Regions from separate parts of the Pan troglodytes genome. Here region 1 is linked to region 2. Evidence: chromatin contacts called from public HiChIP or PLAC-seq data. All regions are on one chromosome and are shown on one strand. The core of a region is the stretch at or near the end of the contact, and the rest is flanking DNA. Distances in the headings are between cores, read along the strand shown.

Region 1 (7,497 bases), core at 4,163-6,662, 900 kb before region 2:
TATTTTTTCTTTGTTGGTTGGTTAGTTTTGCCAGTCAAAGTAGTAGCCCATGGCCCAAACGTATTTGACAACTACTCTTCTACAGAACATGTTGAGTTAAATGCTTTAAAATCTACTCTCTGCCTTTGCCCAAGCTAATGACTCTCTTCAAGGTATCCTAGCCATTGTTTTCTGTTTCCTCACTTTGAGTTCAATAATATTAAAGTAGTGGCTACTAAGTGTTTTTTTAAGTAAGCTTGACCTAACAATTACTGCTTTTTAAAATTAAACTAACACTGACCTCAACTAAGTTTTCACATTTTTTGTTGTTGTTATTTCAACAGAAGGGGCAAAAATTTCCACATAAGATCTTTCTAGAAACTTGATAGGACATCTTTAAATCTTTCTTTTAAGCCTTAGATTAAAATATTAAATGCCACTTGACTGTGCACATAGCCATAAATAACTCCGCTCAGTGCATCTCATCAGCTTGGCAGTGAAGCTCTGGCAGTCTCCAAAAGAAGTTCTAAATGGTGCTCAGTAATAATCTCTGTTTTCCTTTGACTACTCCTAAAATACTGGAAAAGGTGTATCTTTGGAACATACTACATGCTTCAAGAGAATAATGTATAAAGAACTCATCCTTAAAAATGTTTTCTTAGGGCAATTCCTTAAATATTTTTCATATCTCACTGACAAATTGACATAAAGTATAATTGCGTGTTTAGTAGATAATCAATGGGTCTGATAGTTTTATATTTTTGTTTGTTTGTTTTCTTTACTTAGGAAATACTGAAGTATAAACAAATGGCATCAGGCATCAAAGATCTGAAATTTGAAGAGGCAGGTGGAAAGGGTTATTTGTGCCCTATAATACACAGAACCAAAATCATGTGGTCTGGGTTTCTAAAGAATGCAACGGACTATTTGTTAAATTAACTATAAACAGAGAAAGGGATGATCAATTTCAAAATGACTTATTATTCAGTACTCACAAAGTTATGTCATTTCCTCTTGGCTAAAGAGTGAGGACTAAGTCAATACAGCAGCAGTTAAATCATATTCGCAGTTAGCATTCATGAGAAAAAACAAGGCTGAATGTTTCAACCCAGACTGGAGTGCTCTTACCACACAGCCTAGGCAACTTAGTGCAGTGTCCTTGAGAGGGAAAATAGGCATAATTTTAAGAGAAAATAAAGGAAAAGATTCTCTTCCAAGAAAACAAATTCTTCCTAAATGACCAGTTCAATCCATTAAATTGTATGAATGTTCTTTCCTCAATTCCTCACTTCAAAAAAAAAATGCCTTCTATTTTGTTGATGTTTTATAAGACTGAGTGATCACCCTCTTCTGACCACCCCAAAAAGAGACAACTGTGAAATTGCCACCTTTCAGTACAGAGCAGTTTACAAGTTTACACGCTTGTCTTTAATTTTGTATTGAAATGCCTATATTTGAAACTATTTAATATCTGTCATCTTACTAAATTCTCAAAGAGAATGCCCATGACTCATATCCATATTTTGTGACATAACATCTATGAAGGCATCCTGCACGTTTTCTTGCTTTGATGTCAGCCATCTCTCTGCTCCATTGATGATGCCTATAAGAAACCTGTGCTTCCTCCTTATTATGCACTTGCTCCTTCAAACACTTCTGCTGGAGTCTGAAGAGAGGCAGGTGACTGTGAATAAACTATTGGGATTATGCCTTACAATATTCCACTGTGGGCCAAGATCTCCATAAATACACTGAACATGAAAAGGGGGATGCCTTTAGTGTGTTTCTAAAGAATAATTTTGGAAAGTGCAGGGCACGTGATTTTTTAAGCAGTGCTATTGTGCAGCTTAAAGGAGGCAGATGTTATCATCCTCACATAAGGATGAAACTGCGGAAAAGAATTTAGTCAGTGTTCGCCCAAGGACAGATAGTTCATTGGTTTAGCCTGGACTAAAACCCAAATCCCTGATTTGTAGTCACTCAAATCTCAGAAACAATTGTTTATCAGTCTTGTGCTATCCCTAGATGGGAACTAGATGGGTACTCTTTCTCAATTGGTTCTCTCTCCAGGCCTGGAATCAGCCCTTTTTGTGTCAAAGGGTATGTAGTTTCTATGGGAGGGGAGATTTCCTCTGGTAAGTAAAGGGTTAGTCACAAAGAAAATAATTTTTGAACTCAAACCTTTTAGGGCACCTGAATGTGTTCTATTAACTAAATCATAGAGAAATATTTACTATTGGTTTTCTGTTCTCTTGGTCTTAAGGATAAATGAGAAAAAGGAGAGAGTAATAGGAAGACAAGCAAGAATCACAAAAGGAAGAACGCTAGGTAATATACGATCCTCCCAGGTAAGGCGTCACATTTTCTAAATGATTGTGTTTCTTAGGGGAAAACCTTTTATTGCAGTCTAAAATTTTAGTCTTTTCCAGGAATTTAGGTATACTTGGATCCCATATTCTCATTGAAGATGAGCAGTTTCATCAAGGTTTCACAGCTAGTGAGTGACAGTGCAGACCAAGAACTGGAGTCATTCATTCATTCATTCATTCATTCATGTAATCATGCTGCTACCCTGTTCCAAGTCCTGCCATGACTGACTTCACATTACCCTGAGAATGAAATCCAAATTCTACAGCCAATTATTCAGCCCCTGCCTGCTTCCTTTTGCTCCCCGACCTACACTCTCCCTCCTTCAGCAGGCCCCAGTCATTCTGGCCTTTCTTCTGTTCCTCAAACCTACCAAGCCCTTTCCCTCCAGCCTGTAACCTTTCCACTGTCTGTGAGCATCCTTCTGCTGGACCATGGGTCTGATCCCTACCTTACTATGCTTTAATAATGCCGTGCCATGTTTTCTATGAAGAAAAACATGGGGTGATCTTACTTCTTTATTTACTGTCTATCTCCTGCCTGGAATGTATGCTTTTTGAGAGTAGCAAACAGATCTGTCTTGTTTACTGCTCTATCTGCAGATCCTAGAACAGTGCCTGGTTTACAGCAGATGCTGAGTAAGTAATTGTTAAACTAAATGTTAGATGAATTTTAAAATATATTAAGTATCCACTTCACACTGAACACTAGAGATTTTAAAAAGGAAAAGGAAGAATTTTTACCCTAGAGGGATTCAAATCCGGGTGACTTCAGGCAGTTGGTTTTTCTACTCTATTATACATCCATTAAATTTTGCTCAGCAACTGGCAGATTCCTGGAAATTCAGGTCACCTGATTTCCAAAAATAGTCATCCACTATGATTCCAGATGATTCTATGGTGAAGTGATTATGCATCTTGTTTTGCCTGGGATAGACCCTGTTTACCCCTGTTGTCCAGCCACAATCATTGGTAGTGCCCCTTTTGCTCTCAAATCCCAGCTTAGATGATAAATTATATGGTTACCCTATTCATTGATCAGCCAATTCATAAACATTCTTAATTATTTCTGTTAAAGTGATTTAACCATATAAGCTACATCAATTCTGAAATATGGGAGGTCAAATCATATCTCTGGAAAGGGGTAATTTCATTAAGTTAAAAATAAGACAAAAGATAGGATGGACACAGCTCCAATTAGTGAGTCCACCAATGAAGCCAGAATTTCTCAAGACACATTCAACAGTTCTGAAAAGTGCAAATAAGATTTTACATGCAAACTATAACACAGGTCAAGGACTCTTTATTGTGCCAGAAACCATTCTGCAAACTTCACTTGCATTTCCTCATAATTACCATTATGACTCCTATTTTACAGATGATGAAATTGAGGCTCAGAGAGGCTAAATAATCCATCCAAAGTCATACAGAAAATGTGAAGTTGGGGACCTAAATACACCTCTTTGTGATCTCCTGCCCCAACTACTATGCCCATTGCTTTTTAAACAAGTAAACAAACGTGAATAATTTGATTAATGTTTCCTGTGTTAAGTAGTTTTGGGAAATGCTAGGTTAAACTATGTTAAATAGTCTGCTTTTCTCTGGGATTTTTAAATGTTTGTAACATTAGTGTGCTTGGCGAATCTTCAATGAGTGATGTGGGTACAGTGTCGCCCTCACTAATTGGGCCATGGCACCCTTTGTGTCAGAAGGGAACTAAAGCTCAGAAGAACAAACATTGGCAAAGGCTGCTCTAGGAACCCTAGCAGGGCCAGCAACCCGCTTGTCTGTGGGTCAACCCTCCACTTGTGTAAACACAGACCCACCGATGGAGTCTGAGTCAATGATCTTTGAGGGGGCTCCAATTTTCTCAGCCCCAAATAGGACATCATTCCTGGATCCCCTAGGCTTCAGGGGCCCTACCAGTCCACTACTTACATCAGTGCTTTTGACAACTCTTCATTGTGCCTTTTCACTTCCCATGTTAAACTTTCTGATTTGTTTGTTTTCACCTTATCTTCTCATTTACAAGCCTAGGAGTCTCCACAGGGGACCATATAAGCTGGTTTTGGCCAATGTGCTACTACATTGTAACAATTGAAACCTCCTGAGCATTTAGGGTGCAGGAGCTGAAGATGAGAAAAAGAAAGACTTCTCATAGAAAAAGAACAAATGTGTGGGCTATTCTGGTCCTTTCTAAGATTTTTGCTTGCGGGGAAGAGTTGGAGGGCTCGGGAGGTGGATGTGGAGGAGGACAGAAGAGAGGGTGGAGGGTTGTATCTGCATTTTTCAGCTAAAGATGTTTGTGCCTTCTGAGTCCAGTCTAGGGTGCTTTGATTCCAGGAAGATGGAGGCTATAGATAAAGAATTAATAGACAGTATCAAAATCTGCCCCCCCACCAGTCCCCTCACTGCAAATGTGGGGAGGTGCAACTAAGCTGACAAGTGTTTGGGTCCCTAGCGCAGTAGGGTTGAGTTTCCAATGGCCTTTGTCACTCAGTCATGGGCATCTTCCACTTCTCTTTCTTCTTCCCTCCCACCTCCTGTACCCACCCCTCGAAACCTTTCTGCCTCCACTTGTACGACTGAAACTGACAGGTTTCAGAAGCCAGTCTACTACCGTGACCCAGGCAAGCCTGTTCTTGCATCTGGAATAAAGAGGCTGATCTATTGGTCCATGGCCTATGTACCTGATACAAACCATTAAAAAAAAAATAGAACCACTCAACTATTCTCCACCCAAGATTTGCTTCCTATGTTTTATCACTGTCCTTTAACTTGGGTGGGAAATGTTTTTGTTTTCATAAATGCTCATGAGGCTTCTACAGATAAGCCCCTATTAAACTATATTTAAAGGGATTGTAGTTCAAATCAGTATGCACAGATACCAGTTTCCCACCTTGCCCTGTGGACTTGTCAGCAAAGCATCTTTGGGATCTTCATGTTGTCTAAGAGCCTTGGTCTAAAATAGATCCCGAATGGGCACCCTAGAGGGCGCACTGCTTACATTTTCGGCATGCAACGCCAACAGCGCTCGCTCCCAGGCTCCATAAAAGGGGAGGAGGCAGATCAGTTTCCTCCTCTCATTGAGAAAGAAGAGGATTGGAAGGCCGGGCGTATAAAGCCGCGCAGAGAGCGTGAAACAAAGCAGTCGGCTCGGAATTGGACTTGGGAGGCGCGGTGAGGAGTCAGGCTTAAAACTTGTTGGAGGGGAGTAACCAGCCTGCTCCTCTCGCTCTCCTCCTCGTCTGCGCCGCGTTTCAGGGGTTGCCCATCAGCCTTGTGATTTATTTTTCTATCTGCTTTTTGTAAAGAGAGAAATATATATATATATATTTTCTTCTTAAGAGAAAATTCCTGTTCCAAGAGAAAATAAGGCAACATCAATGAAGGAGAGAAGAGCCAGCCAGAAATTATCCAGCAAATCTATCATGGATCCTAATCAGAACGTGAAATGCAAGATAGTTGTGGTGGGAGACAGTCAGTGTGGAAAAACTGCGCTGCTCCATGTCTTCGCCAAGGACTGCTTCCCCGAGGTGAGTGTGGCCGGCCGCGGCTTCCACGAGGGGGTCGGCCAGTGGGATCCCAGTCCCGAGGTGGGCCTCCCCGCTTTCATCCGTTTTCCCTTAAAAAAGAAAAAAAAAAGTCTTTCTCGGCCCTCACTACTTTCCCCTGATTAGACTGCGGGGAAAGGGAAAGTGCGCTGGAAGCTTTTAGGGTTGGGACGCGCCTGCACATGGGCTGGTTAGCTCCTGAAACTTGTTCGTTCCTGTGTGCATAACCTGGGGTTGGGAGATTCGGGTCAGCAGATCTGTGAGAGCCGGGTGGGGTGAGTGGGGAGTAGGACAGGGGTTTCGGAAAGGGTCCATGTGCTTAGTGTGTGGTCTGATGTGTGAAGGTTTTCTTTCTTAACTGGGGAGCGGGGAGGGGAAGGGTGTTCAATGGGTGTCGTGCGTTTAAACGTAACCTCTTTGCCCTCTTTCCTTCCTCTTTTGCCCATTTTGTCTATCCAGAATTACGTTCCTACAGTGTTTGAGAATTACACGGCCAGTTTTGAAATCGACACACAAAGAATAGAGTTGAGCCTGTGGGACACTTCGGGTAAGAGTGGGAGGACCGCGTGGCGCTTGGGGCGGGTTTCCAGTCGCTGGGGGATGCGCGGCGGGTCTCGGGAAACCGCGCGCTACAAGCCGTCTGCGCCCCTCCCAAGGGATTCCCACGGTCCCTGTTGGGCGAAAATTGTATCCTTTCTGGGTGGGGGCGGCAGACGACAGCGTGGACGAGGAGATAGCAGTGGGGAGAGGAGAGCGCTGTGTGCCCGCAGGGTGACCCCGCCGTTGGAGCCACTAGTGGCCAGGCGCAGTCCGCCCGCGGAGTCGTGGTCAAGTCGCCTTGGGTCGGCCGAGGTGGCCCGATACTGTGGGGTGTTGCATGGGCGCTGCGTGCGCCTCGGCGGAACCACCCGGCTCAAGGCGGGCGCCCCTCCTATATCTAACCTGCTGGTTGGCGGGGAGGCGGGGAGCGCCGCGGGGGTGATGGGAGGCGGGAGAAAATCCCAGAGGCGACGCGGTTACGTGCAATTGCCGCTGTTAGGGGAAAGAAACTGAGCGCAGGCAGCCGCGGCGCCCGTGACGCCTACACCCAGGAATGCGCTGGTGGCGCAGGGGCCGGGCAGCAGCTGAACCTCCTCTTCGCGCTGCCGGCCGCCCGCGGTGCCTCGGTGCCCACCTGTACCGAGCCTTTCCCTTTTCCCCCCACTCCATCCCAGTGATCACGTCCGTTTCCCCTTCACCACACCAGCCCCTCCTGACCTCTATTGCATCCCCCACTCGGCTTGCCTCCAAGGCCGCGGGCAACACTATTCGCCTTTGACCTTCCAGTCTACTTGAATTATTGGCGCCGCGGTGGGTTATATTCATGGGTCTGAGGTTCAAGGCCGGGTTATTGCTTTCCCATGCGCCCACCCACCTACCTGGCGCGCGGTGGTAGGGAGGGCTAGGTACCCTCCCGGTGGGAAGGCATCCGGCCCCCCGGCTGAGTTAGGGGTTTAGGCCAGGTCAAAGGCCGGGGAGTGGCAGGGGGGCAGCATCTGAGGTCTTGGGCTGGGACATAGGCACCCGCCGCCCTAACCGGCGGTGTCTAGCGAGTTTGT
Region 2 (7,924 bases), core at 191-2,690:
ATACATAAATACTTACAGATATGCGTATTTAGTCAGGTCAGCATATGCACAAATATTTCCTTGCTCTGTCAGCTGAGAGTGTCTAGAAGCAACAACATCCCAAATGTCCAAATCTTGATTTCTAATATCATTTTCCATTAAAAGTACCCTTGGCTCCTTGGGGAAGCAGCTGATTCTAGGATTGGGGCAGGGAATATACAAGATGAGCCTGGAGCAACTTATAGAAATTAAGAAAATGCTCAAGAAAAAAATCAATAAACATAAAATGAGGAGGGTTTGTCAAAAAGACACAAATGCCAACTAAAGGAAATCTCAATAGCCAAAGCTGGAACCAATATGAACAACAAAATAAAGTAGTATTGGATTATAACCCAAAATGTAAAATAAATATCCATGAGTCCATACTGACATAAATGATTGAATACATAAATAAATGCAGTACAGACAAATCTTCCATGCAGAAGAATTCCAAATAATTCATGAAGATATTCTGTCCTCATAAAGGTGGAGTATAACAATTTCCCATTCCTACAGTTTGGGCTGCACAGAGTGATGTCCTTCCAAAGAGTATAGTATGGAGAGGAAAAGAAAAACAGTAACCTCACAGTGGAGAAATCTGACAAACCCTACATGGGGAGGTGGAAGGGCTTACTAGATGAAACAAGGGGATCTTTGTAGAACTATAAAACTTTTCTGTATGACACTGTAATAATGGTGATAAAGGTTAGCATCAACAGTAATAAGTCATGTGGATAGTATATACCCCTGATGTGATGTGATGAGAAGATCACTTTACCTTACCTCTTAACTCAAGAAAAACCCATAACCTCAGTTAATGCATGAGAAAAATACAGGCAAAACCCAATTGAAGGACATTTGACCATTAAGGTTATCAAAAACAAGGAAAGTATGAGAAACGGTCACGGTCCAGAGGAGCCTGGAAGACATGGTGATGTACTCCGGACAGGATCCTGGAATGGAAAAGAATACCAGGTCGAAAACTAAGGACATCTGGAATAAAATATGGGCTTATGGGCTTTAATCAATTTTTTAAAAAGTATTAGATACATGAAAATGATACACGATTTACAAATCTATCGCCTAATATTTATCGAGCATATTGAGAGCCTGGCACTGTGGTAGGGCTGGGGACACAGAAAGAGGTAAGTGCCCTATGCTCAAAAACAGCGATTCATGAAAAATAACTATGACAAAAAGAACAGAAGACTGTATCTCCTGGAGGCAGTAAGGAAGGCTTAAGTTGGGAGGACTATCAAACGCATCAAGGAGTTACTGAAGATTAACTGACCCGCCTAACGCAGGTCGGAAGCCCTCCTCTCCATCCACCCAAATCACCCCTGCCCCACCTTTTCTCCTCCCTTGCGTTTACCCAATGGCAGGTCGGCTCCGCGTAGGCCTACTTTGCGCGTGCGCATCATCGTTTCGACGCGCTCGGAAGCAACTTCCTTCGCCTGGTCACCGCCAGCGTAGGTGCTACCACCGCTGCCGTCGCCGCCGCCATTTTGGTGGCAGGAAGAGTCCGGTTCTGGGACAGCTGGAGACAGTGGTGGTGACTGGTACGGATGGTTTCTGCCCGTGTTAGCCCCTCCAAATTTGCCCGTGTTAGGGTTACAGCCCTCGGTATTGCCCGTATTTTCACTGGGTCCCTGTCGTTGTCCCCAGCCATCCTGTCCGTCTGTCTTTAGTCTCTTTTCTGCTTCCTCATCCTTCAGATCAGCCTGAAGCTTTGCCTGGAGCTGTTGTTACGCAGCCCCAACCGCTGTTAAAGCAGCCGCTCCGATCCTCTGGACTGAATTTTGGCCGCCCAGCCCCCATTCCCCTCCCCGATCTGGTCCGAGTTGTTTTTCCGCGGCTGTAAACCGGAAGGGCTCTGAGCTGCACTGCCGGCTCCGGGCTGGGGGATCTGTGCCCGGCATGGGGGCGAGTTCTGGCCTCCTTAGGGTACGGGGAGCGCTTGGACTTTGGTCCTGACGTGGTGGACGACACACCTTCGAAGAGTGGACGTTACCTCAGTTGTCTGTTGTTAGAGTTTAATCGATCACTCGTCTGTTTTGTTGTGTTCTTTCCCAGAAATAACTTTACCAAAGGAAAGCTATTTTGCGAACTATCTTCTCCAGTGGAGATGGCCAATGTGAGTAAATTATCTCCTAAGAATCAGCATAGTAAACTCGTTTGGGAATGTTAGGAATGAAAGAACGGGTTTAATTATGATGGCATTGGGTGGCATAGTGTTAGATATAATGTATCAAAAATGTCAAGGGAAGCAAGTGGTGTGAAATTATGTTATGCTTTGAAGATGGTAGCATTCTTTGCACTGCAAATACACTTATTTATACAATTTCATTTGTACAGATGTGGAAATTCAAGCACCCTTTCGGTATTTTTTAAATACAGCGTTTCAGTAAATATTAGAATCTATGTTTAGGCCCTTTTTTAGCTTTTGGGTTAGCTAAACTGAAGAGTTTTTTTAATCTTTTTTTCTTTTTTTTTTAAACAGTTTCCATATTGGAAGTGACCTTCTAAATCCTACAAAATAAGAATAGGAGATACTCTCACACACCAGAGATATTTATTGACTGTAACTTTCCAGTGATTAGACACATCCTATCTATAGAATTCATATGTAGCGGTCATAAGACATATATAAAAACAGCTACAATTAAAGTATAAAGTAATAATTTTTTTTTAGAACCTACACGAAGGTGCAATGCAGATTCAAGTCTTTGTGGAGAGGAGTTTGGGATCACTTCATGAGGGAAACATTTAACTTGAGGTTTGAAAGATAGGTGGGATTTGTATAGTCTAAAATATGAGCAGGAAGGACAGGAAGGTATATTCAAAGAACTCCCCACCCCGCCTACCCCTTTGAAAAACGTAAAAGTGACTGCTGCCTGCCAACCTGAATGTAAGATGTATGAAAGAGATAAGTGGGAGATAAGGTTGAATTGTGAGGTTGGTACCAAGTAAATGAGAGCCTTGAATGCCGAACTCAGTAATTTAGACTTTATTCTTTAAATTGTGATTATTCACTTAGAGCTGTGTGCTAGGAAGATTTATATGGCAGCATTTAGCCAGGATGCTATTTCTGTAATTGAACAAGGTATATTAAGTCTAAAGTGTGACTATAGAGACAAGTCATAAGAATAGATTACTAGTCTTGGCCAAGTTCTGTGGTGAATTTTTGCCTACCCATAACCTGCACAGAAAGAGAATGCTGTAAAAGAAGTATGTGGTACTTTCAAAGGAGAGAAATTAATTGAAGTAGAATAGAATGCTATTATTTGACCTGGTTTTATTTTGGTTTAAATGAATAAATTATAATAGTTCAGTAGGGAAGATCCTTTTTTAAGTCTTTTGTTAGAAAGAAGTTAATATTAAAATAATTTAAGTTTCAGTATCCAAATGTACGATAACAATTTTTGTGTTTATATGGATTGTAAATTCTGGATGGATGTTACTAATGAAATATGCAGATAGTGTTTCATAACAAGGGGCAAAAATGTTCATATTTCAGAGTCTAGACAGGTACATTAATTAAGAAGCCTTCGTGGGGACTATGACAAAGCCTTTCTGAACAAAGGGAAGCAGCCTTCCCTTAGCTACAGTGATTTGTTGCTAACTAATGCCATTTGGTTATGTGAATCCAATACTGCCAGATCTTCTGAGTTTTCAAGAAGAGCCAAATTTCTGGACCTTTTGTGTAAATATTTCGATTTCTCAATGTTTGTATTTAATTCAAATATCTTGCAACACTGTGGGATGCACAAAAATGTCTGGATAGATGTGGATGCGCTACATAAACTACCAGTTTTTAGTTTTTGTACAGACCATATTTTTTCCTCACATGATCAAAAGCAGAACTTAGTCCTAAGGCAGTGCACAAAAGGCACTTTCTCTTTATATACTAATAAGGATTTTACAGTTAAAACATAATAGCATGTCATCTTCCCAAGTCTAGAAGTTTGAATTTAATCATATATAAAATAAGTGCTTTTCCTCAATCTAGAATGAACTCTCTGCTGTAATTTTGACTTGCTTTTTGGCTATTATTTTTAATTATGTTCACCAGCTGAACCAGTCATAAAATCTGTCAAGTTGTCAGAAAACATTCCACTTCCACAATTACAATTACAGATTTGTTTTTCTTTTTTTTTTTTCTTTTTTTTTTTTTTCTTTTGAGACGGAGTTTCACTCTTGTTTACCAGGCCGGAGTGCAATGGCGGGATCTCTGCTCACTGAAAGCCTGGCACCTGGGTTCAAGTAATTCTCCTGCCTCAGCCTCCTGAGTAACTGGGATTATAGGCACTCGCCACGATGCCCGGCTAATTGGCTTTTTTTGTATTTTTAGTAGAAATGGGGTTTCATCATGTTGGCCAGGCTAGACCTCAGGTAATCCACCCGCCTTCACCTCCCTAAGTGCTGGGATTACAGGCATGAGCCACTGCACCCGGCCAAGATTTGAGAATCTTACAGGTTAACGGGTAAGGTTTGAAACAGATTAGTACTATCATCAACTGTCCCTTTCAGTGGGCAATTTAGATACTGGTTTATTTTGCTATTAAAATGAAATTTGGTAATTGGATTTTCTTAGGCTAGGAACAAAACTCATATTTTATTATATAACTTTTGTTAAAAGTTCTATCACCAAGAAAAGAATGTCAAAATATAATCTAATGGCCTTGATAGGCTAAAATAATAAATAATAGGCGATTTTTGAAATAATTTGGATGATCTTCCTCTTCCTTCTGTTTTTTGCTTGTGAAACGATGTGAATGATCGCAGATTGTAGTTTAACCATGCTGAAACTAGTTCTAATAACAGTATATAGAATTGTTATGGAAATTAAATAAAACAATGTATATGTACAGCACTTACTATAGAACTTGGACCCATAGTGTCCAACATTGATTATTACTATTACATGCTCTCAAATATTGGCCCCTTCAGATAATCTTTTATTTTGCTGCTGCTTATTTTGAGCCCTTGCTGAAAATATTTTTGGAATTTGAAATTTTAGATTCCTTTAGATCCTGAGGCATTCTCTTAAATATCCTTAGTTGTAAAGGTAAATTTGTATTATATAAACACCCAAAAGTCTGAGTTTGTTTAGTAAGTAAAAAGCCAAATAATTACCATTTTTGTTTCTTTGGGCAAGTTGGGTACAGACCCCAAGAGAGGCGGCCTAAATTTTCAGGTTGACAGAATGCTTTGGAGACACGTATCACAAAGGAGGTTATATTTATCCAGGTCTTAAAGAAAAAGTAAGAATTTGCTAGAATTTTCTAGAACAATAAGGAAACAGTATCTTTTAGCAGAAGAATTCTTATGGCAGTATAAAGAATGAAGAGAAATGGGAAATGTTGGGGAGATATTTTTATGTGATTGAAAAGTAGAATAAGGGAAGGGAGGGTAAATTTGTAGGAAATTATGTCAGAAAGGCAAAAAGACCAGTTAAGATGCGCTCATAGTGACAAAGGAGGAAGGAAAAAATAGGTTGGATATTAGAATACTGTACTTTGTGAAAGGGAAATAGAATAATTCTCAGGTGTCAGATGGCTGGATTTTTCCAACATCCTGGTAACTGATTTTCACACCACCTCTCTACTCCTCCTCCAGTCCATTTTTTATACTGCCCTTAGTGGTACATTTCTTAAAACAGCCTTTGTTTTTGTCAGTTTGCTCTGGCTCTTTCCTGCCTACAAATTAAAATTCCGACTTACTATCTTGATGTAACAAGCCCTTTACCATCTGTGTCAAATATACAGTCTTTTATAGTTGCCCATAAGTTCAATTTCAAACCTTTTTTTAATTGCATTCTTATACCTACCCTCACTGAATTTGTCACTCTTTGAAATATGTCTTCATTCCTTTGTTCCTGAAAGTCACTCATTGAAATGCACCTTTCCCAAGCAAATTTTTACTGTCTTCAAAACTTAGTATATCCTCCATGAAATTTATTACCTTTTCTCCCAAGGATTTCTTAACAATTATTCAAATCTTTTCATAGCATTTCACAGATGATTTGATATTTGTTTTTACATCTTTTTCACTAAACTGAGAGTTGCCAATGTCTGTGTGTATGTGTGTTTTTAATACAAATATCCGGATAGTGCATATTTTAGGCTTTGTGGGCCACAGAATATCTCTTGTAACTACTTAACTCTGCCATTGTCGTGGGAAAGTGACCATAGGTAGTACATAAATTAGTATGGCTATGTTACAGTAAAACTTTATTTACCAAAACAGTGGGCTGTATTGGGAAATCGTTCGCCAATCCCTGCATTAAATTGTTCTGACCCAAGTACTTTGTTAAAAAATGTATGAATGAAAGATTGTTAAAAAATTTATGAATGAAAGATATTTACACATTCATCCATTGTAATACATGACCTCACTGTCTAGTAAGTGAACATATAAGCAGAAAAAAATATACCACAAAGATATGTGCTGAAATGGAGAAAAGCAGACATTGCCATGAAACCACAATGAAAGGACAGTATGGGAGAGAATTAGCGCAATTTATAGCAGTAAAAGAAGAGAGAAAAGTTCGAAAGTAACAGATTTTGGTCCAAAGAGATGTCTTGAGAGTTCTTTATTGAGGATAGAAGAATCTTGTTAGTTGTGCTACCTTTTTAGTGTTGTGTCTAAATAAGACAACTTTTAGATGTCTATTCTCTCATGTGTGGCACTCTTGAATTCTAGCCTTTATTGAAAAGTACATAGACTTTTACCCAAACTAACTTATTACTTGTTTTTTTAATTTTAATTTTTATTTTTAAAATTACAAATATATATAATGCTTTCATATAGTAGGTGTTCAGTAAAAGTAGAATAAATGTTGGTTTTAAAAGAACCTTGCAGTGTGAAGATTCGCCAGAGATTGTCTATGTAAGTATAACATTTATATTCAGAACAAATAGTTTTAATTTTGTGTCATTTTTAGGTGCTTTGTAACAGAGCCAGACTGGTTTCCTATCTCCCAGGATTTTGCTCTTTAGTTAAAAGGGTTGTCAATCCCAAAGCCTTTTCGACTGCAGGATCATCAGGTTCGGATGAGTCTCATGTGGCTGCTGCACCTCCAGATATATGTAAGTGAAAGTTGTTACTGCTTTACTTATAATTGTTTCAAAACATTTTTAGTTGTATTTTCCTCTAATATTTCTTCTTAAGGCTTAATGGATTTTTCTAAAGTTGTGTTTATTCAGTTGAAAATGAATCACAGCTCTGCCTAAATATATTTATGTCAGAAAGCTACAGTATTAAAAAGGAAAAAAGAATAAGTACTGGTTTCTAAAACTTACTTCTTAAACTTTTCTATCTTCAAACATAGAGTCTTCCCTGAAACAAATCTCCTTTTGGTCCTGTTAAACCATATTATTATTTCTTCCCATTCTTTGCTAGATTTCATAAATGTACCTTGTACTTTTTATGTGTTAGTGTTTATTGAACTTACCTGCTTTCTACAAAGTCTGTTTCTTCTAACCTGTTGGGTACACCACTACCATGCTAATCATTCTAAATTATTTTAACCGTGTCCCTTTCTTGAAAAACCTGTTATCTTTTGTTGCTTTCAGCAGTAGTTCCCCGACTACCTTCAAGCCATGAAGCTTTGTTCAAGGTTAAAAAGAAAAAGTGGGGGTAGGGGGATAGTTTCTGTGGTAGGTAAGTTTGAGAAATGCTACATGCCATATTCCTGTCTTGGAGGCTTATAAGGCACACTAAAATATTAAAGACTCTTAGAAACTTAACCTAATGTGTCCTAAAGATATTGGACATGGAATCCTTTTTTCATGGCACACATTACTTAACAACGTAATTTAAGTTCACTTGAGCATTCAGAGCCTTCCATCCTGCCCAAGTTTTCTAACTCTCTGACTACTCCCCAATTTACATCACCTAAAGA

What was found. HiChIP or PLAC-seq counts read pairs in DNA pulled down with a chosen protein or histone mark.
Region 1: a contact with region 2 is called in an H3K4me3 HiChIP or PLAC-seq map of stem cell-derived excitatory neurons, with 15 times the contacts expected there. The contact joins the promoter of RND3 here to the promoter of MMADHC in region 2. A contact is called at or near these places in 4 of 7 Hi-C or Micro-C datasets (blood, induced pluripotent stem cells and stem cell-derived neural progenitor cells), 1 of 1 datasets of contacts at active chromatin or transcription factors (stem cell-derived excitatory neurons) and 1 of 1 other capture datasets (stem cell-derived neural stem cells).

Annotation. Positions count from the first base shown.
Region 1 is chr13:52,518,782-52,526,278 of NHGRI_mPanTro3-v2.0_pri, reverse strand. RND3 (Rho family GTPase 3) reads left to right here and starts at 5,412. Exons shown (of 5, transcript XM_009443462.5): 1 at 5,412-5,881; 2 at 6,359-6,446. The coding sequence starts at 5,732.
Region 2 is chr13:51,618,916-51,626,839 of NHGRI_mPanTro3-v2.0_pri, reverse strand. MMADHC (metabolism of cobalamin associated D) reads left to right here and starts at 1,440. Exons shown (of 8, transcript XM_001135306.7): 1 at 1,440-1,577; 2 at 2,092-2,152; 3 at 6,965-7,109. The coding sequence starts at 2,144. It overlaps LOC107973792, which reads right to left and starts at 1,937. Exons shown (of 4, transcript XM_063791029.1): 1 at 1,812-1,937; 2 at 1,391-1,757; 3 at 802-971; 4 at 1-175. The coding sequence starts at 1,937. The coding sequence ends at 829.